Linked DNA regions of Neogale vison: region 2 is linked to region 1. The links are chromatin contacts, called in public Hi-C maps. All regions are on one chromosome and are shown on one strand. The core of a region is the stretch at or near the end of the contact, and the rest is flanking DNA. Distances in the headings are between cores, read along the strand shown. Region 1 holds the start of LOC122899093 (SPOC domain-containing protein 1-like). Region 2 has its middle 11 kb from the start of PTP4A2.

Region 1 (7,178 bases), core at 1,957-4,456:
CTTAACAGGGAGCAGTTAAAGTACGCACGTTGTAAGTTTAAAGGTAACTACTGAAGATTAGAAATAAGAAAATGTGGGGACATCTGGGTGGCTCAGTCAGCTAAGTGTCTGCCTTCGGCTCAGGTCATGATCCCAGGGTCCTGGGATCAAGTTCTGCCTTGGGCTCCCTGCTCAGCGGAGAGCCTGCTTCTCCCTCTGCCTGCTGCTCCCCCCTGCTTGTGCTCTCTAGATCTCTGACAAATAAACAAAATTAAAAAAAAAAAAGTAAAATCTAATTTCCAATCTTTTGAGGAAAAGAAAGGGAGTGTGATTTGATACGTCGGAAAAAAAGCAAGAAGGAACACAAAGGAAGCAGAGAATTTGTAGCAAGAAAGCATATAGAGCAGTGGTAGCAAGGAGACCAAGTGTATCAGTATCCCAAGCATATGACTAGGTTAAACATCAATGAAAGACAAAGATGCTCTGATTGGAATTCTAAAGTCTAGCTGTATGTCGTGTACAAGAGGTGTGGTGAAAAGCAGACCTGCACATGAAAGTTGAAAATAAAAAGACAGAAAAATTATACCTGTCAACACTGACCACAGGCAAGCAGGGTATTAGTAAACCGAGGCAAATAATAAATGAATAATTAATTACTATAATAAATTTATTATTAATAATAAATGAATGAACTAATGAATTAAATGAATTAAAGCAAAAGAACATTGATAGAAGGGAAGAAGAACATTTGGCATTGATGAAAGATACAATCTACCAGAAAGAGGTAAAAATAAATGAATTTGTATGCACCTTAAAAGGGGTTTGAGATATATAAAGCAGGAACTCAGCAAAGTAAAGGAAAAGTTGACAAGTCCACAATAATAACATGAGATTTAAAAACACACCTCTTGGGGCACCTGGGTGGCTCAGTTGGTTAGGTGGCTGCCTTCTGCTCAGATCATGAACCTAGAGTCACAGGATTGAGTCCTGCATCAGGGGGATTCCTTGCTCCATGGGGATTCTGCTTCTCCCTCTGACCGTCTCTGCTCTCTTGCTCTCTCTCACTCTCAAATAAATAAATAAAATCTTTAAATAAAATAAAAACACACCATTTGGAGCGCCTGGGTGGCTCAGTCATTTAAATACCCGCCTTTAGCTCAGGGGTCCTCGATGGAGCCCTACATCTGGGGGGGACGGGGAGGGGGTCGGCGGGGAGGGGGACTCTGCTTCTCCCTTTCCCACTGCTGCTCCCCCTCGCTTGTGCTCTCTCCCCACTCTCATTCTCACTCAAATAAATACATAAATAAATATAAAATCTTTTTAAAAAAATATAAAAAATGCACACCTCTTAGAAATGGGTAGATTGAGGAGATAAAAAGTAATTTAAAATATGATAGAGGATAACGCAGACTGAGTCACTCCACATCTGTTCCCACATGCTAGCGTGCCTTCTTATCTTGCGGCAGATGGAAAGCCAAAAACGATTTCCCAGAGTCCCTTACAGCTAGCGGTCCAAATGTGGATTCAGTTCCGGCCCCGGGTGCCCCTGTGCGGGATCTGGAAGGCAGATGAATGTCCTTTCCCTTGGGTGGTTTCTGCTTACAGGCTCAGTGCGGGAGCCGCTGGGGTTCTCTGTGTCCGTGTCTGGCCTCCAGTTTTGTGAATGCAGTGCACAGTGCAGCACTGGCCGTGCTGGGTCCCTGTCTTGGCTGGCTGCCACCAGGCTGTATCTTTTGACAGCCCTGGTGGCGGTGTCCCCAAGCCCAGCTTAGAGTGCACTCTTGTGGCCCTTCCATGACCTGGTAAACACCCAACGCTTTGTGACTGTTTTCTGCCTTCAACACTGTTTTCTACAGTTCCAAGTTACTATAGGTTACTGTTGATTTGAAGAACATGATTTAAAAGCTGAGAGTCTGGAATCAGGATTAAATAGGTAAATTAAAATTGGTAAATGCAGGTAAAGCACGTAGATCAGTCTCTGGCTCAAAGTAGCATTATATACATTAGTGATCACTGTCTTTCTATCCTCAGTGCCACATGGTACTAATAACACTGCTCTCATGGTACTAATAACACTCCCCCTTTCTTTGCCAATGGGGGGAAGACTTCCATTATCGAAATGGACCAGAATAACAGTTCCCTGGTCTCAGGAGACCTGATCAAGTCTTTGCCACAATGACTGGAACATTCCATAAGATGGGAAGTCTTTTCATTTAAAAAAATCATTTCTTTCTTTCTATCTTTTTTTTTTTTTTTTTAAGATTTTACTTGTTTGTCAGAGAGAGCACAAGCAGACAGAGTGGCAGGCAGAAGCAGAGGGAGAAGCAGGCTCCCCGATGAGCAAGGGGCCTTATGCGGAACTTGATCCCAGGACCCTGGGATCATGACCTGAGCGAAGGCAGCCGCTTAACTGACTGAGCCACCTAGGCATCCCTAAAAAAATAATTTCTTTCGAGCAGTATTGGATGTCATCAGTGGCATCAAGTCTCAACTCCTACCTCATTTGTGACCCTGACAGCCAGATCGAGACCGACAGCTTTCCATATGGGTCACACAACACCTACACACACACTCTCTCTCTTTTTAAATAGCAAAACTTATTTTTGATGAGTTTTAGATTTACAGAAAAAAAAAAAAAGAAAGATTAGTACAGAGATTTCTCATACACCTGGCCCTCTGTTTCCCTTACTGTTAACATTATCTTGATTTTCAAAGATTTATTTACTTATTTATTTGAGAGAGAGATGGAGCAAGCATGTGCAGGCAGAGACAGAGGGAGAGAGAGACTCTCCAGCTGACTCCCTATTGAGTGCGGAGTCCAAGGCGGGGCTGGATGCCAGCTGCATCTCTCCACCCTGAGATCAGGACCTGAGCGGAAAGCAAGAGTTGGATGGAGCCTTCATCGACCGCACCACCCAGGCGCATTGATGTTATCTCGCTTTTTAAATCCAACATTATGTCTCTGAGATACAGCCACGCTGATCTACAGACTAGCTCCTTCCCTCTGACGGCGGTGGGCTATTCCACCTGCCCCAAAGCGGCTCCTGGCCTCGCGTGGTGCAGGTTTACTGCCTGCGAATTTCACTTCCTTCTCCATGATGTCTATCAGATTCCTAGTTCCGCAGTGAAAATATTTACGTAGCTGTAATGTCATCAATGTCATCTGGTTTCAATGTTAAGAATCAATCCACAGGCAAAGTATGGCAGACTGAATCATCTTCCCAGGATGGGATGGGCGGGCCACGGAACTTGACAAAGACAAAAGGTGAGAGGCTGGAGAAAGGGCAGCGGGGTGGGGGTGGGGATGGGGGTGGAGGGTGGGGAGGGGAGGGAAACAGTTCATTTCACGCAGAGGAGAGTCAAGACGCGCAATCTAAGGAAGAAGTGGACATTTTAAGACTATTATTCCGAGGGGTAAGAGTAATCAATAGAAACGGTAGTAATATAAATATGAAAGAGAAAAACTGGGAAGAGAAAGGAGGACAGGTGGTGAATGCAATCACCAGGGCAGGGAGTCCAGAGAGGTTATTCCCACGAATAAGTCAAGTAATAGAGTATAAGACTATTATTAATATTATTGATTAGTGATAGAGTATATGATCACTTACAGTTATGAAAGCGGCATGAATAGAAAACTAAAACAACTTGGTGAAAGGAAGAAAGTTTGCTCCCAAGAGCCGGGAAGTGAGAGGACGATTGAGCTTATTTCTAACCTTTCAATTGGGGGCACCCGGGTGGCTCAGTGGGTTAAGCCTCTGCCTTCGGCTGGGGTCATGATCTCAGGGTCCTGGGATCAAGTCCCACATCGGGTTCTCTGCTTGGCAGGGAGCCTTCTTCCTCCTCTCTGCCTACATGTGATCTCTCTCTGTCAAATAAATAAATAAAATCTTTAACCTTTCAGTTGGACTTGGGTATGCATTTTCCTCCATATGAGTAATATTTTTATATTTGAGACGATGAAAATAATACATAATTAGACAGAAGTGTAATTCTGATTCTCCTTGGGGTTCAGGCACTTTTAGTGACACCCCATGGCTCTGGGGCCAAGTTTGTTTGTTTGTTTGTTTTTTAAAAGATTTTAAATTTATTTGACAGACAGAGACCACAAGTAGGTAGAGAGGCAGGCAGAGAGAGAGAGAGAGGGAAGCAGGCTCCCTGCTGAGCAGAGAGCCCGATGTGGGACTCGATCCTAGGACCCTGAGATCATGACCTGAGCCGAAGGCAGCGGCTTAACCCACTGAGCCACCCAGGCGCCCTCTGGGACCAAGTTTATACTGTCAGACAGATTCAAGACCCCTTAACGCTTCTGCCCTCTGTTTCAGGAGCCCACCTACCCCTGCCTAGAAGCCCAAGGGATTGGCACCTCCGCCAGGAAGCCCTCGGGAGGAAGAGCGCGCCCTCTGCCGGTGCCAGGGCGTCAGTACGCCTGGGGTGCCGTCCACAGCGCCTCTTCAGAGGCCCCACCCCTGTCCCTCACCCCCGGACTCCGCCCCCTCACGTGATCCCAGCCTTGGGTGGTTCTGTAGGGGGAGCTCGGGAACACAGGTGAGACCTCCTGGAGGGCTTGGGCTGTAGGGGACTGTCCCGATCAGGCCTGGGAACCTAGCGGGGGTATTCATCGGAGCAGGATCGGCGTGCGGGGAATTAGCCCCAATCACTGCCTGCTCCCCGCCCAGTGGTTAGGAGCTGGGCTTTCGGTGGTGGAAAGAAACCCCTCTTCCACTCCTGCGTGTCCTTTGGTGAGTCGCTAAAGTCCCTGTATCTCAGTTTCCTACCCTGTGGCTGCCGGCATGAAATGAAATAACGCACATAGTAGCTGCTTAAGAAACAGCACCTGTTACAATTACATGCCGTTTAGGCAAAAGTGGGACCCCTCAGAGATTAGAAGACCTAAGGTCGCTATAGCTCAATCCTGTTTGGTGGCAGGCCTCCCCTGCTACCCTGGGGCTTACATGGTGGGGAGGCTTATGTGACTGGCTGTTGTCTCCCTGTGGTCTCTGGGCCTCAGGAGTGGGCAGGGCCTCCGCCCAGCCCCTGGCAGGGAGGCTGCCTCCCTGGGAGTGACACCTGGGAGTCCTGAATGGGCTGGCAGCCAGACACCAATGTGACGCAGTCTCCCTTCTGTGTCCTCAGGGGGGTTGCGTTCTGCTTTTGGCCCCTATAGGTGGACAGACATGTCTCAGGAGGGGTCCCCTGAGGACCCTGCCCTCAGCCCCCGCTGCATTGCTGCACTTTTCCAGGATGATGTGGAAGAAGCCAGCTCTGGGTCAGGCTTGACACCACACCGGCCAGGGGCAAGCTCTGGGGCCCGAGTTGGGGCTGGCAGCAGGAAGAGGGTCCTGAGGGAAGAGACCCGTCGAGGTACCTGCTCCCAGGCTGGAGGTGCTCCTGGGGCAGGCCTGGAGGCTGGGTCCCACTTGATGACCCTGGAGCTACAAGGCAAGGGACGGAGCCAGGAGTTGGTGCCTGGCCCCCAGCAACTCTCCCAGCCACCCAGAATGTCTGCTCAGGGGAAGGCTCCGGCCTTCAGGAGGCTCCAGGTTTCTCTGCATGACATCTTCGCTGAAAGTTGGCCCAGGAACCCTTGTCCCGTGTGTTTGGGTTTTCCAGAGAAAGCTTTGGTTGGCAGGGAGAGGCTGGGAGGGGTGGGGACGAGGAGCTGCCCCGGGCCAGGAGAGGCAGGGGGAGGTTGGAGTGATGAAAGGGGCCCTACCCTCAGTAAAGAGGGGCCTTCCAGAAGGAGGCTACCATCCTCCCCAGGCCCAGCCCCTATGGGGGCAAGAAAGAACAGCAGGAAGTATGAGGCCTGCTCAGAGAGTGGGGAGGGGGCAGGAGGCTTCTTATGGTCTGGTCATGGCCCTGGTGGGGACAGCCCCCCATGTGAGGGAGACCCCCCACCAGGGGCTGATGTGGGGTCCTTGGGAGACCTTTATGGTCCCCTCTCTCCCAACGACACTGGGCCTGGGTCAGGAGATCCAGGTGGAACTTGTGTGGGATGTGTCTCAGGGACTGCGAAGTTTGAATATTTGCCTGCTTCAGAGAACGGGGCCCAGCCAGGCAGCCCCTCTCACCCTGTAGGGGTCCTACCACCTGATGGAGGGGAATCCCTCAGGCCAGCTGTCTGGGATCCCGGCTCTGCACTAGGCCTTGGAGCATCTGGAAAGGCCTCCACAGTGTGGCAGGAAGCTGAGCACCTAGTCGGGGCTGGCTGTGATGATGGCCCTGCTGTCTCACACAGTCAGGAGGAGCTAGAGGTCAAGGCTCAGCCAGAGTCCAGGGGGAGGCTGGGAGAAGGACCCCCTGCTCCCACTGACCGCCCCTCCAGCTCTTTGGAGCCTACAACCAGCAGGGCTCACTCGGGCCCATCCATGGGACAGAGAAGATCCAAGTATGCTAAGAAGTCGAGGAGAGGCCCAGTGCCCCACGCCCAGCACCAGGGCGCAGACAGGAGTGCAGATGACTTCAGCAAGGACCAGCAGGACAAATCCCACCCAGGAAGCTTCCCCAAACTGGTAAGTGGAGTCTGAGAAGTTGGGCTAGGGACGATTTGGCCAGTCTTAACGCCATGCTAGGCAGTGGAGTTTAATAGAGGTAAGCTAGAGAGCGTTTGGGCATTATCCTTCACGCCCATTTTATGCTGAGTAAATTGAGGCCCACCATGTCAGGAACGAGAAAATGAACTTCATTTGCTGATATCTTATGAAGGTTCATTATCTTTTGGAGTTGGTGAGTTCTGGGTTCAAACCTTGCCTCTGTCCACTTCCTAGCTGAGTGACTCTGGAATATTTTTTTTTTAACTAAGTTCCTCATCTGTAAAAAGGGAATAACTAATTCCAGTTGAATGGGGGTTGTTTTAAGGATTAAGTGAGATGATGGTGTAAAGTAATGTGCCTAGCACTGCCTAAGGAGCAAAGTAAATGACTTCATTTATGTTAAATCTGTGTTTCCTTTAGAGTTAACAATAGCACGTTATCCCCATGTTTCCAGATGGGGAAACTGAGGCTCAGGGAAGTTAACATACTCCCCCAAGCTCACACAGCGAGAGTCAATGCCCAGCTATATTCCCTGTATTTACTACTTCTCTCTCCATTGTCCTTTAATTAAATTGTTATTTTATTAATAATAGTTAACATGTTGTTTTAAAATATTTTATTTTAGGGGCACCTGGGTGGCTCAGTGGGTTAAAGCCTCTGCTTCGA
Region 2 (7,519 bases), core at 1,713-4,212, 96 kb before region 1:
GGAAAAGGGAGATGGACAGTTCCCCAAAGCGGAAATGGGGTGTTATTAACGGAGATTCCGGAACCTACTCCTTTAAAACAGTGGATTGAGATTTGTACCAGTAACATCCAAGGACATGTTAAAGAATCCTGGTGGAGGGCGAAGAGAGCACTTTAATTCTTTTAGTCAATATACGCTAATTGAGAGTTCTTTCTTAAAGATTTTATTTATTCACTTTAGAGAGAGAGAGTGAGAGAGCACGAGGAGGGGGTGAGGAGCAGAGGGGGAGAATCTCAAGCAGAATCTGCGGGCTGAGCCCGACGTGGGGCCCCATCCCAGGATTGTGACCTGAGCCGATATCAAGAGTCAGAGGCTTGGGGCGCCTGGGTGACTTAGTGGGTTAGTGGCTGCCTTCCGCTCAGGTCATGATCCCAGGGTCCTGGGATGGAGCCCTGCATCTGGCTCCCCGCTGAGTGGGGAGCCTGCTTTTCCCTCTCTCTCTGCCTGTTGCTCTGCCTACTTGTGCTCTCTGTCAAATAAATTAAAAAAAAATCTTAAAAAAAAAAAAAAAAAAAAAAGGAGTCAGAGGCTTAATCCACTGAACCATCCAGGCGCCCCTAATTGAAGGTTTTACATGTGCTCAGACAAGGTCCTTGCTTTCACAGAGCCTAATTCTGGTAGAATACCAACAAATGAATGTTTCTTGAGCACCTACCAAGTACAAAACATACACTTCCTTTCTCTTCTCAATACAAAGAGAGATAAAATGTGTTTTCCCCCTCTAGGAATTTACAGTATACCAAGGCAGACAAATTAGTGATGTGTAGTAAGAGCCAAAGACAAAAGCCCAGGGAGTTACACAAACAAGAGAGCGTTCTGACGGCAAGGGCTGGGCTGAGGCAGGACACTCCCACCACTGATGGCAGTAATAATATTGGCTAATGTTCATTCAGTGCTTACCAGGTGCCAAGCACTGTGCTGAGGACTTTCTGAGTAATATCGCCTTCAATCCCAATAACAGCCTTATTCAAAATGTAGCCCATGTCACAGAGAAAGGAACCGAGGCTCAGAGAGGTGAAGTGACTTGCTCAAGGGCATGCAACTGAGGAGTTGCCGAGTTGGCACTTAAACCCAGATCTGTCTGACTTCAGAGTCCATAACTTTATTATATCATGCCTGGCCTAGAAAGAAGGGCAGGAGATGTTGCCCAGGATATGTGCGCATGTGGTGTACCCGGGGCAAGGAGCCAGTAGGAACAGGCTTTGTTCCCTCTATGCAGAGGGCTGTCTCTGCTTCTCCATGCACGTAGCAGAAAGTTGCTGTCCCCAGCTTGGGGTTCAGTGCCTAATCCTGACTCCCTGGTGCTGATTACAGACCAGCCGTGTAGGCCGAATATCATGCACGAGATATGGTTAGCCAGTGGCATTTAAAAGAGTGACTTAGTGCCCAAAATTCAAAAATTGGTAAATTTCACAGAAAAAAACAACAACCTGGAAAATCAGAGTATCTGACAAGTCCGGGCTTATATTCCCATGGCAACCATCTGCTAGCTCGGAGTAGCAGCTGCTACCTTTAGATGAGGCACATACTCTCCATTTGCCACAATTGCCCATTCCTCATTGTCTTGCCTTGGGTTGTTGCACTGGTTTTATTACTGATGTAACCCTTGGGGGTATCTGGATTAGAGTCGCTATATCCCAGACCATAGTCCCAGGAGATAGAATTCAGCTCAACTTGGGTCAGATACACACCTGTGGTTCAAAACACTGGTGATAGCAGGGTAGGCTTCAGTGAGGTCAATGTGCGGGTCCAGAGGACCTCTTCAGCACGGTCCGTGGGCAACAGTGGGTCCTCAGGAAAAACACTCTAGCTGGGCAGACACTCCATGATGAGTCTAGTACGAAGGGGGGAGCAATTAAGGTCTAGAGCCCACTTATAAGACCTATAGTAGTTTAGGCTTCAGGTCATGATGAAGGCCTGAACTGAAGCATTAACCCAGGGGATGGAAAGGAGTAGGGAAGAATGAGAAGATGTTAAGAGCGTGGTGATTTGTGGGCAGGGCAGGGAGGAGGCTGGGGTGACGTTTGAGCCTCTGGCCTGGGTAACAGGGTGAAGAGGTGGTTTCGTTCTTCAAGGGAGCTCATTCATCAGGAGAACACAGGAGGAGGAACAGGTTTGGGGCAGGAAGATAAAGAGTTCACTGTGGGGCCTGTGGGGTTTGTGGTGCCTGGGGTCATGCAAATAGATCTGCCCGGTAGGCAGGTGACATTTGGGGGAAGATCTGAGCTGGAGATACCGGGAAGTCACCAGCAAAGAGTGAAAGTTACAGACTTGGGCACAGGTTAACTCTGGTAGGGGAATGCAGACTAGGAGGGGAGAGGGCTAAGAGCAGAACCAGGGAGCAGCGTTTAAAGCATGGAGAGCAGCCAACAAAACAACCCAGAAAGTGCTGGTTGCAGTGCAGGGAGAAGAACCAGGCAGCTGTAGCCTCAGAGAAACCCAGGAAGGAGACTTTAGAGTAGAGTGGTCAACCGTGCAGGGTGTTTAGAGAGGGCAGGAAGGAAAGTCCTGGAGATAGTTTTTGTCAATTAAGAGATCACCGATGAGTGTGAAGGAAGTGGATTGGCTGGGTTAAGTCACAGGGGCTGAGAGATGAGTGGGTGGGGAGGACAGGAGGACAGGGCGTCGACTCTCCCTGGGACTGGCAGTATGAAGGGATAGAGGAGAGAGTTTGTCTAAGATCTTGTGTCAAACAAGATTCAGTGGGAAGGCCTGACTATGGGCAGGAGAACCCAGTCTGATCAATGTCTTGATCCAGCGCTACAGGGCCTGGGAAGTTTTCAGGTGTCAGGTACCTTGTTGTTTGTGGAACCTGCTGGGGGTGGTAGGGCACGAAAGCTCATCCTAGGGGCCAACAGAGGGAATTGCCCTAGGAGGAGGCCCAGACTTTGTGGCTGGGTTTTCCCCACTCTGCATCTTGTTTCCTTGATCCACCGATTACCTTGGGCTGGTTTTGCTGAATGACTCAGGAGCTCGAGCAAGTTTTGCTACTCAGTTTCAGAGCTCTGGGGGAGGGGAGGTCAGATACTTCTGATAACCAACCGGGAAACAGTCATTAGATATTGAAAGGACAATTAGGCCCCAGTTTCGGGTGTGGGGGAAAGGCTCTCTAAGCACTAGAGAATTCTAGGGCTTGGATCTGGGCACAAAAAGCTAATGCCGGGATGCTTTTTGTCTCTGCGTCCCTCCAAGGTCTGAATGGAAATAACAATATCTAACAGTCACTGAACACTTCTACCATTGCCCTCTACTGTTCTGTGGGCCTGCAGTCTTGATCTCTGAAGTCGACCACTCTTCTGATCCCATTTGACAAGAGAAAGTTGAGAGGTAGAGGGGAAGTGGCTTGCCTGGGGCATCTGGCCAGTAGCTGGAACAGCTGAGAATTGACTGCCAAAAGTCATGTTCTTTACCACTGTGCAACCCTGCGCTTCTTTGGATGTCTCTAGGTGACCCAGCAGGCTGAGGGATTGGTGAGGGGGGCCCCCAAAGGAACATCCTACACAAATGATTGGAAAGCAAGCTTCTTTCCTGCTAGGATTTCTATTGGGAAGGAAGAGACAGGATCCTCTGAACTTGCTCAGGGCTTCATGTCACCTGAGACCCCCTTTCGTGGCTCCCTCCCCCTCAGCTTCTAAATTCAAGGATAAAGGGCCTATTCATCAGGACTGGATCTGGAAGCTGGCCCTGGCATCAGCCATCCCATCCCGGGATTATTTCCTCCCTCCTGGAGCCTGCCTTCCCTGCCCCGCCCTTAGGACTCACACCCGGTATCTCTTTCCTGTGTCCCTGAGCCAGGGCTCTGAGGCCCAGGTGGGCACACAGTAGGGCTCTGTCACACAATTTCAATTTCCTCTGCTGCTCGCCTCTACTGTGCATACACACTTCCTGGGTTCCTGTGGAATCCAGGCTCCCGTAAACACCCAAAGAGAAGGAAGTGGGCCAAGCAATGAGCCCATGATTTCATCAGGGCTGACGCACTCACTGCCTCTCCCCACCTCACTCTCAGGGGAGCCCCTCAGGGGCAGGCTCAGGCCTTCTCCCCTTCATTCAGCCTGGGAGAGAGGCTAAGGCCAAGGTGATAAAGGGAATGCTGGGGAGAGAGAGATGCAGACCTCAAGCTGCCTCCTCTTTGGCCTGCGAGAGATATAGCCAACACTTTTGAAAGCTGGAGAAGGCACAAAGGTGGAGCGGCTGGAGGAAAGGCTCCAAAAAGGCTGGGAAAGTAATGTTTACAGAACGCAGAGCAGGTGCCTTGTAACAATAGCAATGATATCTGACTTAGGGCATATCAGCCCCGGATGGGAAGCTCTACTTCTGTAACGAGAAGTAAGCAGCATTTTGCTATACACGGATGTTATGTGGTTTACATGAGTTATCTCTTGCAATTCTAGCAATACTCTTATGAATTAGAATGCTTATGGTTACGTTTGTACAGGTGAGGAAACGCTCAGAAGGGCGGAAGTTCAGAATTATCCAAGTCACTCAGTTGAGCATTGGAGAGCTGAAGTTTGAATCTGGGTCTATCTGCTCTTTGCTTCATTGTTATACATATATATTGTTTTTTCTTTTTTTTTTTTTTGCTTTGTCATTATATATTAATGAATGTAGCTTTTCTTTTTCTTTTCTTTTCTTTCTTTCTTTCTTTTTTTTTTTTTTAAGATTTTGCTTATTTATTTTGCTACAGAGAGAGGGAACACAAGCAGGGGGAGTGGGAGAGGAAGAAGCAGGCTTCTCACTGAGCAGGGATCCTGAGGCAGGGCTCCATCCCAGGACCCTGGGATCATGACCTGAGCCAAAGGCAAAAACTGAGCCACTCAGGAGCCCCAAGGAATGTAACTTTCTCAACAGAGTCAGGTAGTCATCGTTAGCTTTGGTTTACAAGTGGGGAAAGTGAGGCTCAGGAGAGTGAATTAATTTGCCTGGGGTCATAGTGGAAGTCTCAGTTCTTGTCCCCTTTAATTTGATGGCTTCATGCTCAAGGGGAAGCAGTCCTTGCTGGAGCGTTCCTAAGAGGGCTTCTCAATGCCGTGTGGGTTTCATATCGTTTTTCCCCTCCCCGTAAGGTCATTTCTCTGGGCAGTGCTAGAGCGGGCACCTGCTTCTGTGAAGTCACTTATCCTGGCTCTGCTGACCCAGCTGTCCCTCTGGACTGTTGCCTTTCTGAAGGCCAACTCTGGCTGCCCAGGCAACTCTCTGTACCAGCTAGTGCTGGCACAGACAAGGGCTCGTTTGGATGAACGAGCAGATTGTCAAGGAGATGGGACTTGAACCTAGGTCTTTTGGGCTCTGCCAGAGCCATTTCTACTGCTTGCCCTTGCTGCAGACCTCTCTCACTTAGTGAGGCCTTAGTCACACCAGCTCAAGGGCAAAGAGCCAAGGCAGGCCAAGCTAACTCAGAATAACCTTCCCTTGCTTCCCCTTTCCTTTTCCAGAAGCCAAGGAGGAACATGAAAGCTCAAGTACGCCCTGAACCACTCTCAACCCCCAAGTCAAGGAATGCAAAAGGTGAGGAGTCGCCATGACAACAGCAGGGCCAGGTGTGGCGGTGAATACTTAGTTGGTGCCCGCAGCATCATCGGGGAGGGCCTGCCCAGCGCCTGTCTGAGGGTTTGCATTTTCTGGCTGCAGGGGAGCTGCATTTCCTTTGTGCCTCTTAATGGGGGCATTACAGGAGAGTTTTGCTTTTCATTACTTCCATTTTCTTATAAGTGGAAGGAGAGGAAAAAAACCCATTCTCCTCCTCTTCCAACCCACTCGGAGAAATGCCAGGAAAACACCCGCATTCCCATCAGAAGCTCTGTCGCCACTGGTCATGAAACCCCATCATCACCTAAATTGCTCTATTTTAAAGGTTTGTGAAAACGGCATCAAATTGATTTTTCCCATATCACTTCTCTTTGTTATTTCTGTGGCTTCTCTCCTTCAGCGTTGCATTTCATGGGAGCAGGAGAGCAAGTCTAGTTGAAAACTTGAGGCACTCTTATATGGTTTGGGAACCAAAAAATGAAAATGTTCAAGGGGGTACCAAATCATTTTCTTTCTTTTATTTATTCAGGTATTTACGTATTTGTTTTTACCTTGGGTCTGTTGAAAAAGATTTGGTTCACAGATTTCAAAATTAATTTAACTTCGGAACTTAATCACTGTTGAGCAGAGAATCTTATAACCACAGGGATGGAAAGAGCCTTAGAAGTCACTTGGCTCAGCTATAACACTGTATGTTAATTATACCTCAATAATAATGATAAAAGAAGTCCCTTGGCTCAGAGGGCCCCAGAATTTTAGATGTCATCAATGGGCAAAAGTTTGAAAAATGAGAAGGGTATTTGAGCTGTGACTGACAGCTTTTACTTTGGCTAGACAGGAACATTGAAGAAAAACAACTATCATGTACTACAACCTCTGCTTCAGAAAGGGAAGGACAGTTTAATACCAAAAAAAAGAAAGAAAGAAAGAAAGTTATACTCTCAGAATGAAAGGCTGTCTCTTTTCTTTCTTTCTTTCTTTTTTTAAGATTTTATTTATTTATTTGACAGACAGAGATCACAAGTAGGCAGAGAGGCAGGCAGAGAGAGGGGGAGAAGCAGGCTCCCTGCTGGGCAGAGAGCCCGATGTGGGGCTCAATTCCAGGACCCTGTGATCATGACCTGAGCAGAAAAACAGAGGCTTTAACCCGCTGAGTGACCCAGGTGCCCCAGAACCTGGGACTCTTGATCTCAGGGTTATAAGTTTGAGCCCCACGGTGAGTGTAGAGTTGACTTAAAAATAAAAGCTTAAAATAAATAAATAAATCCAACAAATTTAGCATATAAAAATTCACCACTTGATCTTTCTTTTCCTCCTTTCCCCCCACGCACTAGCACCAGTCTGAGGATGGATGTTTGAGAACTGATTTGGTTTATGGTTCCTACCAGTCTCTTTTGGGGATGGTGTGTTGGCCTTAGCCTGGTGGCCAGGGGCAAGGACTAACTACCTTGCTTCTTTGGATAAGTGAAGCTGTTACTTCTTTCTCATCAGCCCTTGCCTTTCTTCAGACTGGTTAATGTCCCTCCTATGTGCTTCCCTATCTCCCCTGTGGTTACCACCACTGGAGTGCGTATCTCAAGGGCTTGTAATTGTCAGTTGACACATCCATCCTCAATGAGTCCATCAACTTCTTTTTTTTAATTTAATTTAATTTATTTATTTGGCAGAGAGAGACACAGCAAGAGAGGCAACACAAGCAGGAGGAGTGGGAGAGAGAAGCAGATCCCCCACCAAGCAGGGAGCCTGACGTGGGCCAATTCCAGGACCCTGGGAATGACCCGAGCCCCGAGCTGAAGGCCGATGCCCAACGCCTGAGCCACCCAGGTGCTCTGAGACCATCAACCTCTTGAGATCTATGTCTGTTCACTGGGGCCTCCTTAGGCCCATCCCAGGGCAGTAGCTCATCAGGAATTGTTGACTGAATGAATGGATTTCTCCCCACCAGATCAGTGAT

Evidence for each region. A called contact is a pair of places that touch in the nucleus more often than the background predicts.
Region 2: a Hi-C map of tongue shows a contact between it and region 1, with 4 times the contacts expected there. The contact joins the enhancer-like site here to the promoter of LOC122899093 in region 1. A contact is called at or near these places in 2 of 3 Hi-C or Micro-C datasets (muscle and tongue).

Annotation. Positions count from the first base shown.
Region 1 is chr2:23,955,898-23,963,075 of ASM_NN_V1, reverse strand. LOC122899093 (SPOC domain-containing protein 1-like) reads left to right here and starts at 3,206. Exons shown (of 8, transcript XM_044236751.1): 1 at 3,206-3,244; 2 at 4,302-4,524; 3 at 5,144-5,340; 4 at 5,881-6,491. The coding sequence starts at 3,211.
Region 2 is chr2:24,051,569-24,059,087 of ASM_NN_V1, reverse strand. No RefSeq gene overlaps it. Among named protein-coding and RNA genes, the nearest start is that of PTP4A2, 11 kb to the right of the region's middle. Within about 2 kb of position 2,962, the one cell type or tissue checked has open chromatin away from gene starts, as enhancers often do.